2 separate regions of the Gossypium hirsutum genome follow, and region 2 is linked to region 1. Evidence: chromatin contacts called from public Hi-C data. All regions are on one chromosome and are shown on one strand. Each heading gives the region's core, a stretch centred on a gene start, on an enhancer-like site or on the middle of the called end of the contact. The rest is flanking DNA. Distances are from core to core; before and after follow the strand shown.

The links. Hi-C and Micro-C count contacts between places; a contact is called where the count stands out from the background.
Region 2: a Hi-C map of leaf shows a contact between it and region 1, with 2.5 times the contacts expected there. The contact joins the promoter of LOC107948924 here to the promoter of LOC107948888 in region 1. A contact is called at or near these places in 2 of 34 Hi-C or Micro-C datasets (both in leaf).

What each region holds. Positions count from the first base shown.
Region 1 is chrA04:73,492,384-73,496,350 of Gossypium_hirsutum_v2.1, forward strand. It overlaps LOC107948888 (protein SRG1), which reads right to left and starts at 1,458. Exons shown (of 4, transcript XM_016883546.2): 1 at 1,189-1,458; 2 at 823-1,070; 3 at 409-733; 4 at 1-323. The coding sequence starts at 1,458. The coding sequence ends at 72.
Region 2 is chrA04:73,771,321-73,775,081 of Gossypium_hirsutum_v2.1, forward strand. It overlaps LOC107948924 (subtilisin inhibitor), which reads left to right and starts at 2,464. Exons shown (of 2, transcript XM_016883586.2): 1 at 2,464-2,775; 2 at 2,873-3,251. The coding sequence starts at 2,700. The coding sequence ends at 3,102.

The sequences.
Region 1 (3,967 bases), core at 208-2,707:
CTAAAGCGAGAGTTTGAATCTATGCATCTGGTGTGTGCCTTGGTCCTCAAAACTCCCCATATTTGACTTTCTTAACCTTCAATCTTAGCCATCTGGGTATGTGCTTTGCCCTCCATTTTTTTATTCATGGAGCTTCTCAAATACTCCCCATATCTCACTTTTTTATAAAGCTGCTGTTTTGTTTTTGAGTCGACCATGTGACTTGGGGGCTCAATCTCTACCTCATCGTGCGGAAACAGGAATGATGCATAAGAAATTCTTGCCTTACTATAATTTGCAACTGCTCTTTGCTCAACACTCTTGTACTTGCCATTACTCCATATCTGACACACAAGTAAAATAATAAAAAAGTCAGCTCAAATTTTGTCTTTGCTTACACCAACACCAATGAAAACATGTTTTATTTACCTCAAAGACATCGCCGACATTCACCACCAGTGCATCTGGGATTGGATTAACCGGAACCCACTCGTTGTTATTCTTAATCTGCAATCCACACACATCATCTTCCTGCATAAGTATGGTTATAGTGCTTGTGTCTGAATGTGGGCTAACACCTAGTACTTGGTCAGGTTTGGAGCAGGGAGGGTAGTAGTTCACTCGGTAAGCTTGCACCAATTGTTTATGCAGTCCAAGCAGAGCTTCCTTGTCCATTCCCATGATCAGAGAAAATGATTGAAAGAGCTCAGTTGCAACTTTTCGGATTGCATTTGAATATTCTTTTATGATTTCCCTATATGACAATATATTTGAATTAACATAGCGCAAATACAACTGGAAAATGCAAGTGCTATGATTCGGCCATATCATCTGAATACATACTGGATCCCTTTTGGTGAATTGGGCCAAAACTTGAGCTTCCTATAATGTGAGGGGTGAACCAAAAGTATGAGTGCATCCGACCAGTCCAGTATTTGATCTTCGGAAACGACATATGCATGCCCATACCCTTGTATGTCGTCTGAGGGCATGGCATACTTGTTTTTCTCTTCTAGTGAAAGCTTAAAAAACTCGGCTGCAGCATCCTTCATTTTCTGCGATACTTGCTTTGCAACTCCATGATTTACCACCTGCCAAAATTCCATCAATTGTAACTCTAAAAAGGCGGCCAACTTTTCTTTGTCATACTTGAAATATTGTTCATTTTTTACACCCTACCCTTCATATTCTTTCACTAACAATACATACCTGAAAGAAACCCCATTCTCGGCAAGCCAGATCCAGTTTGTTTAGCTCCTCATTGTTTCCCATTAACAGCAAAGACAAATCAATGACAGGAATAAATGAAGAAAGATATGACGTATCAGTATCTTTTGGCCTATCTTCCACTTTCCTAACATATCTTTGTGGAACCTGAAAAGGATCCTTCCTCACCAGCTCTTGAACATTAGGAACTGGAATTGATGGAGCATAAGTGGGTGCCTCTTCATTGTCTAGAAAGGTTCCATTTGAACCCATGGTTTCCCGTATTGTGGAGACCCTGGCACATTTTCTTCCTATTTATAGTCTACTGCTTAAGTTAGCCGCCCTTGCTAATTTTTTAACCGTTAGCTCTAGTGGATATTACTCTTCCCCTAAAAGAAAGATTCCTAATTAGATATTGTATTAACCCGAAATTTGGTTTTATTATAATGTAATTTACATGGATGGGATATTAGTTTACTAAGGCTTTCTCCCCCTATGCATTTGGGATCCGTTCGATAAAACGAAAATTTTCACCTCAAGATATCTGGAGTTATGGATATTAGACAATAGCTATACCATTTTAGTAGTTTAGGTCAGTTGTCATACTGAATTTGGGTTTTTCCGTTTTCTTCTTTTATGGACGGCAGAGGAGAATTATACATTGTTAAACACTACAACTTATGTACTTTTCGATGTGTCATTGTCAATAGAGGCAAGCCCCTTTCGAGCTCCAAGTGTTAATCTATTTGCTCCTTACTTAGAAACTGTTGGAACGTTGAGACACCCTATGTCGCAAAGGAAAAATAATTTCGGCGATAATAATTTATGAATATTCATGTACAAGAACGGATACGGGTTGAGAAAGATTGAAATTATATTCTAAACGCTCTAAAACTGCATTGGTATGGGGTTGATTCCTCTCACGATGTCACAACCCTTAGTTGCAATGAAAGAGTCCTAGCCTCTACGTTTCTACGTGATCCACCCGACAACTACGACCGGAAAAATCCCCTAAAAAACCTATTTCAAGAATTTTTGCTCAAAAATTGAAATCACACAAAGTTAGCTGTGTTTCTATTTTGACAAGTCCTTTTTGTTTCTATTCAAAACGACTTGAATGTAAGGATTAAAGATTAATATCCTTTCCTTTTATTCAAAAACATGTTTTGAATGCACACAATCACATATAACAATTATTAAAGGATTGCCATAAAATGATATTCTCTCTAAAAGAAGATGATTATTTGAAATCTCTTAAAATAATCATTAACTGAAAATCACTAGATATCTAATTGGTAATTTCGGGCTCAGCCACAAAGTTATTTCACTATAGTATTGTAGCTGGGCTCTCCCCAATTACATAACATTACAAAAGTTACTCGACCAGTGCTCATCCAATAATGTTATCATAAGTGTGTTACCCTCATATGATATTCTTAATCTCTTTAGGATAAATACATTCTTCCAATATAACCCTATTTTATTTCATGGTAATCATTACATCTTCCTTCATGAAAAGTAATTACTATCAAATAGTAATTAAGTCATCCATCATAAAGACAAATGACCCGTGACCACGTTTGCTTTTCATCTATCATGTAATACCAATGAGAGGATATCATTTACCCATTCCTTGGGCTATGAGTTCCACTATTGTGAATGATGCTACATACTGCAAAAGTCCCAATACACCAACTTTTGATTCCTTATCTATTTGAACTCAGGCTTCTACTTATATCAAAGTATACAAGTCATGCATATATAGTCCACCATCCACTTTGGGTTAAGGTATGGCACACTTTGAACATCACAAGTGATTAAATCCATAAACAGATTCATGATCTGTTACACTTGGTTCTGTCCGATGTACTGTCAATCCAGTCAACTCCCTAATTGGATTATAGACGACATACTTGTCTTTCAATCAATTTGCTCATTTCTGATTAGACTAAGGACATGTTTAAGTTCATCTACTAATATAAGTTGTCTTTTCGTATTACTATCTGACCACGTAGTACTGCTCAGAATTAGTTAAACATTAAATAACCAGTGAGCTAATATTTGCTTCCATTTTCCTTTGCATGCAAAAACCATTAAGGACAATATGAAAAAAATATTAATATAATTCATGGATATTTTTATTAAACCAATCTGATTGAAAAAAATATAAATATACAAATGAATATACTACACTTAGGGCATTAGATTTAACAGAAAGATGTAATGGTTACCATAAGATAAAATATGATCATATTGGGAAAAAGAATTTATCCCAAAGACATTAAGAATATCCTATGAGTTTAATATATTTATGATAAGATCATTGGACGAACACTTGATAAGTAGATTTCGTAATGGTATATAATAATGGAGAGCTCAGTCATGATACTTTAGTGGAATGACTTCATGACTAAATAATGTGTAATTAATAAGCGAAATGATTCATGACTAAATAACGTGTCATTAATAAGCGAAATGATGGAACTTAAGTACAAATTATTTGAGCCCTAATTATATATGTTCAATCTGTCCCTCCACGAGCTCGATATAACCAGAAACAAATTGCATGTAGAATCAATAATAAGAAATGAATTAAAACAATGAAGCATAATAAATGAATTGCATATATCACTATATGTAGTTAACGCATTTTCTTGCTAAGTAGAAAATATGACTTAGAAATTAAATTAAATTTTTCGAGTAATTATTTAATTAATTATAACTATAGAATTGAAGTTCGAAGTGGAAAGTAAATTAGTAGTCATCATAGATTTGTTAAATA
Region 2 (3,761 bases), core at 1,214-3,713, 280 kb after region 1:
TTAATGATATCTTATAATGATGGTAACACACTAATGACAAGGTCATTAGATGAGCAAAACTATAAGTTACTTTCCTAACAGTATATAATAAATGAGAGTTCAATCATGATATTTAGTGGATTGACTCCTTGAAAAAATAATGTTGTAATTAATAGATTAAGAGTTAGAACCTAATTACAAATTATTTGATCCTTAATTATATATGTCTAACTGGTTCCTTCGCTAACTCAACACAACCCTTTATAGATTGCATTTGAATCGATACATTGAATGAATGGAAACAACGAAAAGAGAAATAGGTTGCATTTATTATTATCCTCAATAAATGCATTTTCTCGCAAAGAAAAAGAGATGACTAAGGAATTAATGTAATTTCTTTGAATTACTATTTATTATATTGAAAATAAATAATTGAGTTCAAAGTGAAAATTAAGTTAAGTAGTCATTGCGGTTTTACAAAATGAGACAATTAGATATATTTACTCATAGATTCTAGTACATTAAAGTCATTATGACTTTAATGAAATTAGAATTGGATTGAGAAAATAATGTAATTGGATATTCCCAATGTGTGCCACTCACCATAACTAGGGACTCATTGTTTTCTATTAAAATATTATTCCTTTGTCTCTTATTATGTTAGTAGAACTCTTGTGATTTTTCACTATATATAGGTTAAAGCTTTCGTTGCCTGACCAATTTGGATATTAGAGTCCACTCTCTAAGTAATTGAGGGTTTGAGAATAGCGAAGAAGATTATATTGGTTAAAAGCTAAGAATCGACAAATCCTATTAAGTGAATAACACATGTACTAAATTTGTGAAAATTTATTGTCATAGATAACACAAAAGCTCGATTTTATGAAATATTTAAAAAAAATTATGCAAATAAACTTACTTTCTGTATCGATTTTCCAACAAAAATGTGATGTATGTTAATGATTTTGCCATAGTTCATCTTTCCACAATTGGGTAACTAGCTTAAATGGTTAATTGAAGTTTAATGGCCAATGATGTCGACTATTGCATTAAATTGATCAATTGTATGTTTGCATGTGTTAAATTGATGTGCTTACATGTTTTATTTTGACAACCTAAAGCGTGCATCTAGGCTAGGGAGAATAGAGACTAACCTTAGTTGGGAATAGATTGATTTACCCTAAAGCCTAAACTCTTTAACTTTTTCGAGTGTCATTAAGTCAAGAAATCCATCATAGGCTGAATTTATAGGCAAGAACTATGGTTAAATGGAAAACCTTATGATCGGGGGTAAGTTGAGAGACTAGAATGACCTAGGGCTAGTGATCTTACAAGGATTTAATTTAGCATTTCGTTCCATAGTCATTAGGTGAATCAATCTACAATTACTTAAGCTTGTTGGTGAAGTTATTAGTTGAGAGTTGATTTTAGCTTTTAGTATTTTAATGCTTAATGTAAACCTAATGGAAATGTTAATCGGCTAGGTTGATAACTCTCAATTCGATTAGATTGGTAATTTACTTCAGTAGTGCTCGAGTGTTCGAATTTAGCAAAGGATTTAGCCAATAATTCTCCCCAAGGGTACAATTCTTCCCAAGGGTACAATTCTTAGAGTACTTGTTAAGTATTTCATTGTAAAAAAACTATAATATAATTTAATATTATAGGTTTGTGATTAAATCTCAATCATCAATTTTATATACTTTTATTATAAGCGGAACGAAAAGGTCGGATGTGTAATGTTAAAGACAATTACAATCTCCATGAATATTGGATGCATCCATTCTTGTCCTGCTTCGCTTCAGTTTAATTTTTACTAGTTATTTCTACTATTTTCAATTTTTTAAAGAAAAATAAATATTTGACCATAATTTTTTTTTAAATATTTTAACTTGAAATATACGAGGTTTTCTTATAACACTTTTTTTTTACATTTTTATCTTGTTCATTGTTATATATATATATGACAAAATGATAGTTTTATATAGTAGGGCAGGATAAACAATTGTTATAACTACTCCATATCCATTGTCCAAAAAAATTTATTGCATATCATGTCACATCCATTTTTCCAAAAAATAAAAGGATTAGTTCAAAATTTATTGGATGTTTCAAATTTTGTCATCCTTAGCTTCAAATTTTGTCATTTCAACTAAAATCTTATTTGTGTTTGAAGTAATTTTTTTATAAATATATTTTTACATAATTTTTTTTTCATCTATATCGTGAGTATTTCATAATCCAATTAAATTTAGTTGCATAATTGACCCAGAGAGATCAAACTGTCGGGCCAGTCCAATGTGGATGTGCTGATTAGACGGGCCATGGTTTCATGAACATTTTGATATCAAATTATTTTGGGCCTAGCGGATGTGGTGTTTTAAACAAGCCTTTCATGAAGATTTAACATTCTTGTGAAGGTTCATACTTTTGGGCCACTGACCATCGTCCCTGCATTTCAAGCCTAATAAAATTTTCAATTTCACAAGAGAGTCAACATTAACAAGCCGGCCTTATTCCTGGCAGGACGAGTGACATTCTTGTCGTGCACCGCATAGTAATAATCAAATTCCATGCCCGCCATATGAAGGAGTTGTCAGGAAAACTCTCCATGTGGCAAAACCAAAGATTGAACTTTGATAAAATCAATCAAGAAGAGGACATTTAAACAAGAACCCCCCCGTCCCTTCATAAGTCACCAAATATACCATTGCTTTTCCATGGCTGAGAAGCAGCAAACTGAACCCTCTGACAAACAACCTGGTGAATTAACAGACTCAGCGCCGGTTTTACCAAGTAAGTTGGTCGCCTCCCATCGTCTTAGATCATTCAAATTATTTGAGTTATAATTTGATAGTTAGTGGTAGACTCATTTATAGGATGTTAAATGCAGGAACTTATGGGACATTGCTTGGACCAAGCACTGCTCCGAAAATGGAATGGCCTGAGTTAGTAGGCCTTACCCCTGAGGAAGCAGAGAGAAAGATCAAGGAAGACATGCCAAGAGTCCAGATTCAGGTGGTCCAAGCTAATTGCTTTGTTACCATGGATTTCAACCATGGAAGGGTTCGATTATATCTTGACCATTCAGGAAAAGTTGAAAGGCCTCCAAGAATTGGCTAAATCTAACTTGTTTGCTTTCGAGAATAATATTACAACGTCATAGTTGTTAAGACATCATTAGAATCACAGGTAAACAATGAGCAAAACTTTTGCATGAACGTATGTAATAAAACTTGGAACTTTCATTTGGAGTTGAATAGTTGAAATCAGATGATTCTCTTGTTATGGGGTAGGAAAGTCAGAAAATTCAACTGGATGATGGTCATAATAGAAAATAGATGAAGCAAGATAGAAGTGGTCCCCCGAGATATTGTTTTAGCATCTTATATCAATGTAGTGAAGTACTGAAGTATGGACAGCATTCAATCACCTTTTTCTTCTTCATCCATAAAAGAAAAGGAAACCGTCAAATGTCTTCTCCCCTTTTGCTTATTTTAGCCATGGGTTTGGTGTTGGTGGTTCATTTGGTGTGTCTTGGTTTTGTCTGATATCTATCTGTGGTGATCTTGAGTCTTGTTCTTTGGGTATTTTTGTTTGCCTATTAAAATGTCAAACTCCCACTGCGCCACTAGGCCACTAGTAGAAGATTCTAACTGTAACAACCCCACTATTTCCATGGCCTCTTTCAATCATAAATATACAATTGATATCAAGAGGGTAGAGTTAGCACATGGTCATGACCCTAACATTGGTCTTCTGTTTTGTTTTTTTCTTTCTTA